2 separate regions of the Zea mays genome follow, and region 1 is linked to region 2. Evidence: chromatin contacts called from public Hi-C data. All regions are on one chromosome and are shown on one strand. Each heading gives the region's core, a stretch centred on a gene start, on an enhancer-like site or on the middle of the called end of the contact. The rest is flanking DNA. Distances are from core to core; before and after follow the strand shown.

Region 1 (6,539 bases), core at 3,677-6,176, 310 kb before region 2:
AGTCAAAATAGACTTCTCCGGTCTCCCCTATGATAAATATGTAACTGGGAACCATTTTTCAGCAAATATGCATCAGGTGTGTTGGATAAATGAATTTATCAAATTATCATCAGGCGAATCACTGAATGGTGAAATACATGCTTCAGAAGGGACAGTTTCTGATTGGGATTGTGGTAAATCCCAAGCAAGGCTATCCTGGCATACACAATTTTTACAATGGTTTGTCGAAAGAAAGGCCATATAGTTTACAGCCAGTCCTTTTTCTGGAATGCTACATTTACCGCTGCACTTTGTCTGAACACTCACAAGAATGTTATATCCGACATCCAACTTTTTTAACACATTGCAGCGCTGTTTCTAATGCATACTTAGTACAACACAAATGAGCAGTCGAGACAGAAGAAATCGTAGCCCGGCTTCGGTGATTCTCGTGAGGAACAAATGCTCGTCCTCTCATAATCTGCACGTATTCTTGGAATCCAGCCAAAGAATGTATAAGCTCAGGGACGGTATTGGGGGTGATGCTTCTAGCACCGACATAATATGCAAACTAAGATGGTGACGCCAATCAGTCTTCATGGTCGTCTTCTCCTTCAGAATCTGTATGAAAAGCAAGGCAAAGTAAAATTCAAAGTTATAACTATGTTTTATCCACAAGCAAACAAAATTGATCTGCACAAATTTTTCAAAAAAAAAAATGCTCGTGTGCAGCATACCAAAGGCTTCAGACAGAACAGGGCTTACCAGATCGAACATCATCTCCAACATTTCTTGTCTTGATTTGTCTCAGAAGCATCCGATATATTAAGACCCACCAATATATGTGGAGAACAAGTAGTGAAAATAGAAGGGAATTGAACACATAATAGTATATAGGACCATCAAAATTGTGCTTCTTTTTGTCCAAAGTCAACAAGACCTCATAGCTGAGACAAATGGGTTCAGTCAGATCATGTGAAAAGAATCCAGAAACATTCAATTAGTTTATTCTAAAGCGAAGTGGTGAAACTGGGTTTGTTTGTTTGTTTTAAAAAAGCCAGCAGGTTAACAGTAGGCCTATGTATTAATTGAGAAGGAGAAGAACAGAGGGAAAACTACAGTTACAACAGAAAACAACACCAACTCACATGATGAAGGCCACAACCTCACAGCAACTCAACAAGCACCACAACAAAGAAACTGTGAACCAGACCAACACTGCAATGGGGCGAATCTGTATGGTACCTTGTCAGAATTTGACATGTCTATAATTGTTTATTATGATATATTTTGGACACTGAGTTATATGATTAGCCAAGTCCACAAAGGTGTGAAGTCTCCAGTGGTGCATACAAAAAATATCCAAACCTTCATTTGTGTGGCCAATGGAAGTACATAGTAAAATTCTCTTTAGAGTCTAAGATGCTACTGTCCGACTATATAAAGGAATGTTCTTTAGACTAGAGGAAGTCACTGTCCAAGTTTTCACAATAACCGTTTGAGTACAGAACAAATAAGATACCAATCTACTTTCGACTGTATATGCAAACAAACTTTTACGAACTCGATGATTTTTCTTGGCATAAGAATCTGATAGACTTATGAGCCAGAACAGAAGAATTTACCTTGTACTTCTCAGAATCCAGAATGGAAAATAAGTGAGGCGGAGAAGAACCCATGAAATAACAAAAAACAGAAACGAAACATTGGCAAGCCAATCACAATGACTGTACTTGGACATCTTCCCTACTTCCAGGAAAACATCACTTGCATCATGAATTGCCAATACTATAGAGCCAACTCTAGCAAATCTGGTTGACGAAGGAAAAGAAGATTTTAGTTAAAACATTGTCTACGAATTATGAAAGGAGTTAGAAAAAGAAATTAACAAATCAGCAATGATGACTAAGAAGTTCTCCTATACTGATACAATGATGTTGCAAATTCATGAAACAACAGCTAAAAGTTATTCAAGATAAGAAACATACCTGAACACGTAAGATAGAACAATCAGGACGACAGTAGCAACATGATGTGACATTGACACTCCAAAGTCTGAACGCCTTGTTTCCCAAAACATAAGTGCAAATATGGAATATGTGTAGAATCCAGCAGCATACATATATACAGCCTTAAGTTTCAATCTGAGAGTAAGGGCACAACCATTAGATCTAGAGCAGATTGAAAACCAGTGAGAATTTTTATTAAAAAGTACAGTGGAAGGATCAGAATTACTTTATCTTTTGATCAGGCCAGACCTGTTCTCCTGGTCCTACCCAAAAATATCTGGTATTGGTGAACCAAGGCTCGTTATATGTAACCGACAAAGCTAAAAGCTCTCCAGACAGGAAATAAACACATTTCCAAGCTGATTCCTTGAATTTTCTTATCTTCTTCCTTCCTTCTTCTGTTTCATTATTAGTGCTCTGATGTCCATTTCTATTTATAAGCCTCCTTGCAACCCACTAAAACATTTACAGAAAAGGAAAGCAGTTAGGTTGTTGATTAATGCAAAACTTTGGAAGGAACATCATATATATTTTTTTCTCGAACATGTGGGTGAGTTGATCTTTGTATTAAAGAGAGAAAAATAATGGACCATTACAACACAACCCCTATAATCTTAAGAGGGGGTTGCAAAAAAGAAGAAAATAAAAAACGATCACCTGATACAAAAGGATCAATCATGACCTAACGAATATCATATATCAAGTAATAAAATAAATGCAGAAGAAACAAAAATGTGAAAAAAGTAGACGGATCATTAAAATAAATGCATAAGAAACGAGGGACAAATCCAGTGCTAGAGCCTCCCACACAGTGGGATCTAGGGAAGGGATAAATTGAGGCAAGCCTTCTTCCACAAATGCGGAGAGGCTGCTTCGAACTGGCGACCAGGTGACTTAGTGAGACAGCTCTCACCACTGCACCAGGTCTGCTCTTCGTGGCCTAAAGAAATCAATGATTAAAATAAATGCAAAAGAAACAAAAATGTGAAAAAAGAGAGTAGATGGTCAAAAGAGAAATCATTCGAATACCAGAGACCAGAGTACAAGACAATAGAAGCATAAGTCTATTTTGAATGATTCTGAAGCCATACATCATGTTAATGTAACCCTTTTCCAAACAACATATTTCAAAGACATAAGCAAATGCGAACTCAATAATGAGAAGAATGATAAGTACTGATGAAAATGATTTCAGCAGGGAATGAAAATATCTCAAGTTGAAAGATAAAGCAAATGATAGAAGTGATTGTGCATCATTTTGTATAATATGTTAATAACACTTTGGTAAAATGAACATTTCCATTTTTCATCTAGTTGAACTTACCATCTCAACTAGCCTTCCCCAATTAGCAGTATTTATAAATGTACATAATTTATCCTGCTGTAAAGCTTTTAGCTTCACCAAAATGAATGGTAGAACACTGCATTACTTGTGTCCAAATGCTAAAATGCAACTGCTGACTGGCTACAATTACTTTCCAGGTCTGAATGCTCATACATATAGCTAGCACTAGAAAATTTTAATAACACCTTATTGCAAAACAGAAAACTTAACATACAAAACCAAAAAGGCACTTTAACAGATATAATATATAAAGCTCAGCGAAATTTATGGTCCCAGAAAATCATGAAGGTGAAGTGAACTGTTCTCACGCTCCACACCTGGAACATGCGTGATATCGTAATCAACAGGTATTGTAGCATTTAAATGGATTTATACTTTATTTTCGTAGCTAAAAATCCTCAACCAACTGATTAAAAAAACAGGAATCTCTTACTCCAGAAACTGTTGTCCAACAGAAGACCTTCTAAACAGGTCAGCCAACTAAAAGAGCAACCAACTGTACTTAAGTTTACCATACTAAAAGAGCAACTAATCCTAGAAATAGTATGCCAATTGGATGTAAATAATGCGACTCTCTTTTAACAAGTCAGTACGAACAGCTGCCAACATAGTGATGTACGAACCAACAAGTTCTTCAAGGGACCTGCTCGATGCAGCAAACCAACCAACCAGGCTACTCCCTCCATATCAAGAACCAACGTTAAAAGAACAAGCATCCCATGGACTCCCGTTACCTTCTATGCGCAAGCTGCATAGCATCAGCATTGGACTAATCCTGGATTCCGGGACCACCATTTCTCGTTGAGAAACATGGTGCCCATACGGTAAGCATATTTCAGTGAACATAGGTCGAGGAGAGGGAAATTTTGCTATGAGAGGAAAAGGAAAAGAAAAGATGTAATTTTAGATCTTGAGTAGAAGCAAATCATTTAAGCTTGATTGCTTAAAAAGGAAAAAAAAACAATGAACCAAATTAACCCAATGCACGCAACGGTTAGATGATGAGATCACTAAAAATAGCGCCTCCTTGCACACAAGACAAGCAGGTTAGCCGAGGCAATTGTACAAGCTGCGATTAGAGCCCGGGGACCCAGCAAAAAGTTGAGGCGAGTTTCTCGGCAGCAGGCTACGCGCTCGCGTCCAGCGCAGAGCCGAAGACCTTGAAACAACGGAAGAAAGAAAGAAAGACGGCGAGTGCAGGCGCACCTCGAAGACGAAGCGGTCGAGGAGGTAGCGGACGGTGGGGAAGAAAAGGACGAAGACGGGGAGCGCGAGGAAGTCGTCGTACGCCGGGTAGGCCTCTCGCTCCCAGTCCACGGCCGCCAGGAGCCGCCCCGCCGCCTCCCCGAGCCCCATCCCCGCTCCCACGGCCCCGGCCGAATCGAAGGTAATTTCTGGATGGAGTCCAGTGGCGGCGGCGGCCAGAAAGGTCGACGGGATTGGACCCGATTCGGCAGCTCTGGGCAGGATTCCCGCTGTGTGGCAACGCAGCGCTTGCCTCTGAAAGCGAATTTACCCTTTTCCCTGTTCGTTTGCCACCGGTTCTTCTCCCTGTGTTCTGTTTTACTCGCGCCCATCTACTGTACGATTAGTTTGAGAAATTTGCTATTTTGCCATTTGGCGATTACTTTGGGCCTGAGCCTCCCTGCGACCCTGCCGCTGCCGGAAAACCTGTACGGATAATTCTAAAAACTTGGGGATTTTCGCTAAGGCCTCGTTTAGTTAGACCGTTAGATGGACTAAACATTAATCCCTGTTTTTATATCATTTAAAGCTAGTTTAACAACTTTATTTTTTAAGGAATTCCTATTTTCCTAAAAAAATAAACTAATTTCTCTTGGGAAATTAATATCTCTTGAGAAAATAGAGTTACCAAACAGTCATCAGTATCTTCTTTTGTTAAATGGAAGGACTAAAATTAAGACTAAGGGCCCGTTAGGTTTCTTTAGTCCAGGACTAAAGTTTAAGTAGGAGACTAAAGTTTAGTCTATGTTTGGTTCTATGGACTAAAAATATTAAAAAACATTAAATGAATCATAAGAGGACCAAAATACCTCCTAGTATTCCTCCACCATCAGTGCAACTGAAATAAAGGAGGGACAAAAGGTGGAATTAATATAGTTTATTTCTTTTTAGACTGTCTCCAGCAGCGTCCCCTAAATTTCGTCCCCTAAAGGAATATTCTCTGTACTTTACAGGACACTCTAAAAGATTCTGTCCTCTATATCTTCTGTGTCTCCAGCAACGTCCCCTAAATTCGTTCCCCTAAAGCTACAGTGTTAACAGAATTCGTTTTTCCTTTTCTTTTTCTGTTTTCTTTGTTTTGTACCCATTTAATGGTACTCAAAGGATGCTAAAAAATTTGTAATCAATAATATTACAAATAATAATCTAAAAACTATGGTTCATTAATAATTTCGAAATGTACAAAATAAATAACATTGCATTTTATGTTGTGTGTAATTATTGTGGAAAAACGTGACACAATATTTGAATCGTATGAAAAAATGTTTACGAATTCACATGCTTCCACCGTAAGCCACGACACTTCTTCAACAAGCCATTGTCTAGCTTCGGCTGCACGACAAGAGCATGGCTTCTCTCCCAAGCCTATCCCTTCTATAAATAATCACTACTTCAACACTTCACTCACACTTCGCATACACTCATCCACAACAATGAAGCGGTTCGTAGATTCCAATATTTTTCTTAGGATGGCACAAGACATGGAAGATGAAGACCATGAGCTCGAGGTTGCGACGTACCAACATCGTAGGCGTCATGCACTTAACGAGTGTCGGTACGCTGGTTCCATTCCCGGTCGTGTTCGAATCCATCGTGACCATATCAGTGGTGATGCAAGAATCCGAGCCGACTACTTTTGCGCCCAACCGGTTTACACGGATGCACAATTTCGGAGGAGGTATGTTTATTCATACGCACATGTATTAACGCCCATAGTACGTACTTGACAATTGTACTAAAAAAAGTTTGCAATATAGGTTTCGCATGCGTCGCCATGTGTTCGAGCGTCTCGTTCTTGTTGTGCAACAAGTGGATCTGTACTTCGTTCAACATCCAAACTGTGCCGGTGAGCTAGGCCTATCTGCCCTTCAGAAAGTTGTTGCTGCCATACGTATCCTTGCATACGGTGTTCCTGCGGATGCCGTTGACGAGTACGTACGAATTGGAGAATCTACAGCACA
Region 2 (5,686 bases), core at 827-3,326:
AAAAGCAATTATTTTTGTTACCATCAATGGTTACTCTGCTCTGTTTTCATTACCAGGCTAGTTAAAAGGAAAGGTTGATTGTGTAGTATGCCTAGACAAAACCTCTCATGTGTTTCTTGTTTCATCTAAAAAGTTATTGTACATGAGGCACAAACAATTCATATTGTGGGACACAAGTATCACTTGAGAAGGATGGATAAGATATTATATATATGCTCAGTAAGGCCCCACCTATCGGAGTGGGTTTGTGAGTATAAGAGCATGGGTGAGACTTTTTTATGCCCGTGAAAGTTAACCCGTTGAGCAAAGATTTAAACCTACACACTCACCCACGAGCACAAACACACATACATACTCTTGCTCTATAAGGTTTGTGCGTGGACGCAAGTGGATAATTTGTGCCCATTGTCATCCTTCACAAGGATCCAACCACCATTTCTATACAACATCCTGAACCAAGGATCTATCCAACCACGTGCTCTATGTAACCTGAAATCAATGTACCAGAAGTATATATGTGGACTGTGTGCCAATGATGTGGACACTTTTGTAAATTCTGCAAAGGAAAATATAATTGTAGATTAGAGGGGAAGGGAGTTCCCCACCTAGACACTACATGTCCCTTTTTCATTTTTCATTTAAAAATATTCAAAATTTTAAAATGATACCACAAAACTAAAATATTAAAAAATAGGTGCATGTCATCTCTCCCTTGGATGGCAGGGACCCAAATGTATTTTTAAAACTATTTTCGCATAGAAGTCTGTGGAGGAACATATAGCTCCGTGGAGGGGCAGCAGACCCCTCTAGAGACTTCTGTACAAATAAAGTTAAGGACTGCTTTGGGACATAGGAATTGAAAAATATAGAAATAGAAAAAACATAGGATTGTAAGTGCAAAACAGAGAATTGTAAAATAAACTAGCGAACGACAAATATTCAAGAACAGATGTAGTAATATTGAGTATTTGAGTGAAAGGTTGTTTGGTTGGGGCAATGAAAAAAAAAGAAGGGTTCATTTTGCAGGAATGTCAAGATTAAATAAAAATAACACCAAATCGGCGCTTTTGCATGTGTTTTCTATGTTTGAGATTGGGTACAACAAGCCATAAAGGTCCATTAGCTGCTAGCATCAACGTTCCACTTCTCATACTTCACGCATAGGAATTTTTCCAAGAACTCTGGGTGGACGACGTTAGAAATCCTATGGAATCAACACATAAAGGAATAAAATCATATGGAATATTAGTGTTGCATCATGGCAACCAAACCATAGGATAGGAAACTTTCCTTCACCAACATTATTCCCTCAAAATTCTTGTAATCCAAAGAAGCTCTAAAGCATATATATAATTGGGTCTTTGTCGCTCAGCGGTGCACGATAGACACCTATTTTTATAATATTTCAGTTCCGGAGAATGCTTTAATTTAGGTGTTATTTGGTTCAAGTATTTGTAATGTGATAGATAATTAATAACGTTAAGTTATGTTTGTTTAAGTGCAACTGTAATCAGATGTCACAATGCTCGTAGCAGTGTAAACCATTACGTGAACCAAATAGTACCTTAAATGTAAAAATGAAAAATTTACGACACTAGAGAGCAAAGGCCCACGGCGGCAAACGGGGAGCGATACTGCGCGTGGGTTTTGAAGCGGCACCTGCCGACACATCAAAAGTTTTTTTTTTCTTTTTTGATATATATAATAGATACACCACAAGTTTGATTGAGCAACGCGCCTCATTGCATTTCGTATGGAAAAACGAGCTTGAGCACTGAAAGTGGTACTCCCTTCACGAGGGCCTGGCACTGCAGGCTATGTTCTTGATCTCTGGATGCGTACTGCACGTGTCAGCAACCGAGACGGGGGGGGGGGGGGGGGGGGGGGGGGGGGGGGGGGGGGGGGCATCACCACGACGAAAGCCGGCGGCTGCCTTGCATCGGCTTGCTTTACTTTCTTCTCTGATAACGAGCTTCTTTCCGGGCTCTATGTGCAGAAGCTGAAGCTGAAGCTGCCATCTGCATACCCGAGAGACACCAAGACATGCATCCAAGGACAGCACGACGTCACGTGCCACTTTCGCTTTCCTTTCTGCCGCGTCCTGTGTGGGGCGTGTCACGAGCCCCTGTTCAGATGCAGTGGTGTTGGCGTGTTGTTGCCACTAAATTTAAGATTAATTTATCTTATGAGGTTTTCAATGAAATATCTAAAATTTCAAAGTTTAGTTAATTTTATAGAAAAAATCAGATCACACCGTTGAGTTTAAAATAGTATAGAATTTAAACTCTTAACTTTGAACTTTAGACTACACGGAAACATGCTCTAAACTCTGAGGGTTAAGGGTTTAGAAGATGCCTGTGCATGGAGGCTGCAACTTTTGGAGGAAATAAAACATGTCCTCCCTATATATGCCCCATCGATGCGTCACGACGCCGCTTTATTCGCTCTGTATGGAGCTTTAGTGGCATTAATTCCGTACTTGGCCTTGTGCATGTACCACCAGGGAACGTGGCTACTTTATTAATTAGTATAGGTATAATTGCATGGTACGTAATCTTTCTGTGTTCCCCTTCTGTTCACCATCTCACCTCTCCATGGCCGCACAATTCAATCACCGCTTCAGAGATTTTTCACGTTTCGTTACTACGGCCAACCTTTTCTATTGCTTTTGTAGAGACTATGACGTCTAAATGGAGATTGAAAACATCTACGCGTCGTGGTTGGTTTTGATAATTAATACCAATATAAGTTCACCATGGCAAACGTATATTTTGCAGCTATACAGTAAGTTAAGTCATAATCATTTAGATAACTAATAAGCTTAAAATGTTTTCATGTCCTTTTTAATAAAGCCAAAGATGGTTTTAGACGGAATGTTTAAAAAAGTTAAGGATCAGCTAGTTCTAAGTGTTAATATAGATATTGGACACTTAGAATGGTGATATGATCTTTCTTTTTGTTTTAGCGATATTATAAATGAGGACATGAGATGGGTAATTTACACTACCGAAATCCGGTTCTTTGCCGAGTACATTCAGTCGGGCACTCGGCAAAGATAGCTTTGCCGAGTACCACACTCGGTAAAGTCCTGCTCTCGGTAATAACCGTGTTTACCAAGAGTAGGACTCTCGGCAAAGAAAGACACTCGGCAAATACAACTTTGCCGAGCGCTAAGCACTCGACGAACGACGGCGCTCGGCAAAGGACCATCAGCAGTCGTCTATAGCTGACGACCGTTATCTTTGTCGAGTGTCGAGCCCTGACACTTGGCAAATAAGTTTTTTTGCCGAGTGTCTTACGTCTGACACTCGGCAGAAAATGTTTTGCCGACTGCCACGCTTGAACACTCGGCAAAGTACTTTTTTATTTTATTTCTTTTTTTGACCAAACTTTTTGTGGTATGTTCCTACACTGTGTAGACCTACATGTACCATTTTGTCACAATTATAAAAGTTTTTTCTATAACTATTAGATTTAGTTCGTTTAATTGAATTTCATTCTCAAATTCACATTTGAACTACAAGTCACTCAAAACATGGAAAATCGTGCATGCAAAAGTGATATCCATGTTAGGTAACACAAGTTACAACCGATTTCAGGCACAAACCAGAATCTTCGAAAACCATGCTCACGAAACATGACCGTGAACTTGCCATCAAGTTGTTTAAAAAATGTATAAAACACAAACAAAGTCAAAAAATCATGAAACTTGTCCACATGTCATGATATCATATGTAGAGATTGTGATAAAAATTTGAGAATGTTTCGAGAAGGTTGTGATGCACTATGTGTAGAAACCTAAGTGACATACACATGAAATCATAGTTTCAATGTAGACCGGCTAGGGTTCTACACATACTGCCTCACAACTTTCTTGAAATAATCTCAAATTTTTATCACAGCCTCTACATATGATGTCATGACATGTGGCCAAGTTTCAAGATTTTCTGACTCTGTTTGTGTTTTATACATTTTTTAAACAACTTGATGGCAAGTTCACGGTCATGTTTCGTGAGCATGGTGCTCGAACATTCAAATCTGCTCCTAAAATCAGTCGTAACTTGTGTTACCTAACATGAATATCATTTTTGCATGCACGGTTTTCAATGTTTCGAGTGACTTGCAGTTTAAACCTGAATTATCCGAGGAAATTCAATTAAACGGACAAAATCTAATAGTTATAGCAAACACTTTTATAATTGTGCAAAAATGGAACATGTAGGTGTACATAGTGTAGGAATATATCAAAAAGGTTTGGTTGGGAAAAGGAAAAAATTAAAATATACTTTGTCGAGTGTCCTAGGAGGACACTCGGCAAAGAAGGCTTTGTCGAGTGCCTACGGAGAGACACTCGACAAAGCTAAGTTTAAAAAATAAATTAATCTTTGCCGAGTGTTAGCAGGATGACACTCGGTAAAGAAGGCTTTGCCGAGTGCCGGATCGAGGGCACTCGACAAAGCGTATTTTAAAATTAAAAAAAATCTTTGCCGACTGCCAGATCACGGGCACTCGGCAAAGAACGCGTACATATCAACTGCTAAGTCCTTTTCTTTCTCACTCTCTCACTGCCACTGCTGCACGCTGTCGCGCCCCATGCCGCCGCGCCCTCGCCCGCCGCCACCGCCGCTGCTGCCCCACGCCGCCGCTCCCTCGGCCGCCAAGTCCGTCGCCACCTCACGCCGCCACTCCACGCCGCCGCCTCATCGTTGTCTTCAACCTCGAATCACACGGTGAGAAACTTCACACGAGTATCTATATTTTTGTGGATGAATTAATGACTTGTTGTATATGTGATTGATTTATATGTGGAATTGTAGTGCATAGATTGAAGTATATGTGGTTTAAGGTTTAGGGTATATGTGGTTGATTGCATGTTTTGGAAACCTCCCCGTGCATTACATGTTTATATTAAACTATACTCGATTTAGGGTTTTGGGTTTATATGAAATGATTAGGTTTGATATTAAGTCAAATTTATATATGTGACAGCTAGGGTTTTGGGTATATGTGGTTGATTGCATGTGATTGTCGGCCATCGTGCCGTTGAAATATGTGTGGATGTCAGCCATCATGCTGATACTTTTATTTGCAGGTTTTGGAAACCTTCCTGTGCAAGGGAGATGCTGCCGAAATTTTCTATTGATAGGCTTCGGTTATATATGTTAGAAGATGGAGGACCGCGAGTGGATGTACACGGGCCGTGTAGGAAGGAATGATGTCACCCCTGAATGGATTAGAAAGACCGATGATTTCGTGGAACGGGCATATGGCGAAGCTGCTAAAGGAGCGAGTCTAGTCTCGTGCCTGTGTAGCAAATGTGCCAACCAGAAAAGAAAATCAAAGAAGTCCATGGTAGAACATATTTGGAAGAATGGATTTACACCGGGCTATACTCGGTGGATCTTTCATGGTGAAGCGCATCGTACGAGAAAGGAGGTGCTGAGACAACGTGTTGAGCATTATGATGCCGATGCGGGGGTAGTGGATATGTTGAACGACTATCACGAGGCACAGTATGCCGGAGGATGTACGAATGACGAGCCATAGCCGACTGCAAAGGCGTTCTACGACATGTTTGACGCGGCACAGAAGCCCCTTCACGGCCACACAAAGGTTTCTCAACTGGATGCCATTGGGCGTGTAATGGCGTTCAAGTCACAGTGCAACATGAGTCGAGACACATTCG

The links. A called contact is a pair of places that touch in the nucleus more often than the background predicts.
Region 1: a contact with region 2 is called in a Hi-C map of ear, with 1.6 times the contacts expected there. The contact joins the promoter of LOC103653686 here to the enhancer-like site in region 2. A contact is called at or near these places in 2 of 25 Hi-C or Micro-C datasets (ear and tassel).

The regions. Positions count from the first base shown.
Region 1 is chr4:132,137,985-132,144,523 of Zm-B73-REFERENCE-NAM-5.0, reverse strand. LOC103653686 (ASC1-like protein 1) reads right to left here and starts at 4,926. Exons shown (of 7, transcript XR_565642.3): 1 at 4,540-4,926; 2 at 2,215-2,444; 3 at 1,968-2,123; 4 at 1,605-1,790; 5 at 1,128-1,213; 6 at 745-926; 7 at 82-600.
Region 2 is chr4:131,827,396-131,833,081 of Zm-B73-REFERENCE-NAM-5.0, reverse strand. No RefSeq gene overlaps it. Among protein-coding and RNA genes, the nearest start is that of LOC100277241, 28 kb to the right of the region's middle. Within about 2 kb of position 2,076, at least 9 of the 20 cell types and tissues checked have an H3K27ac peak or open chromatin away from gene starts, as enhancers often do. A contact at or near this core is called in ear, where this site is marked.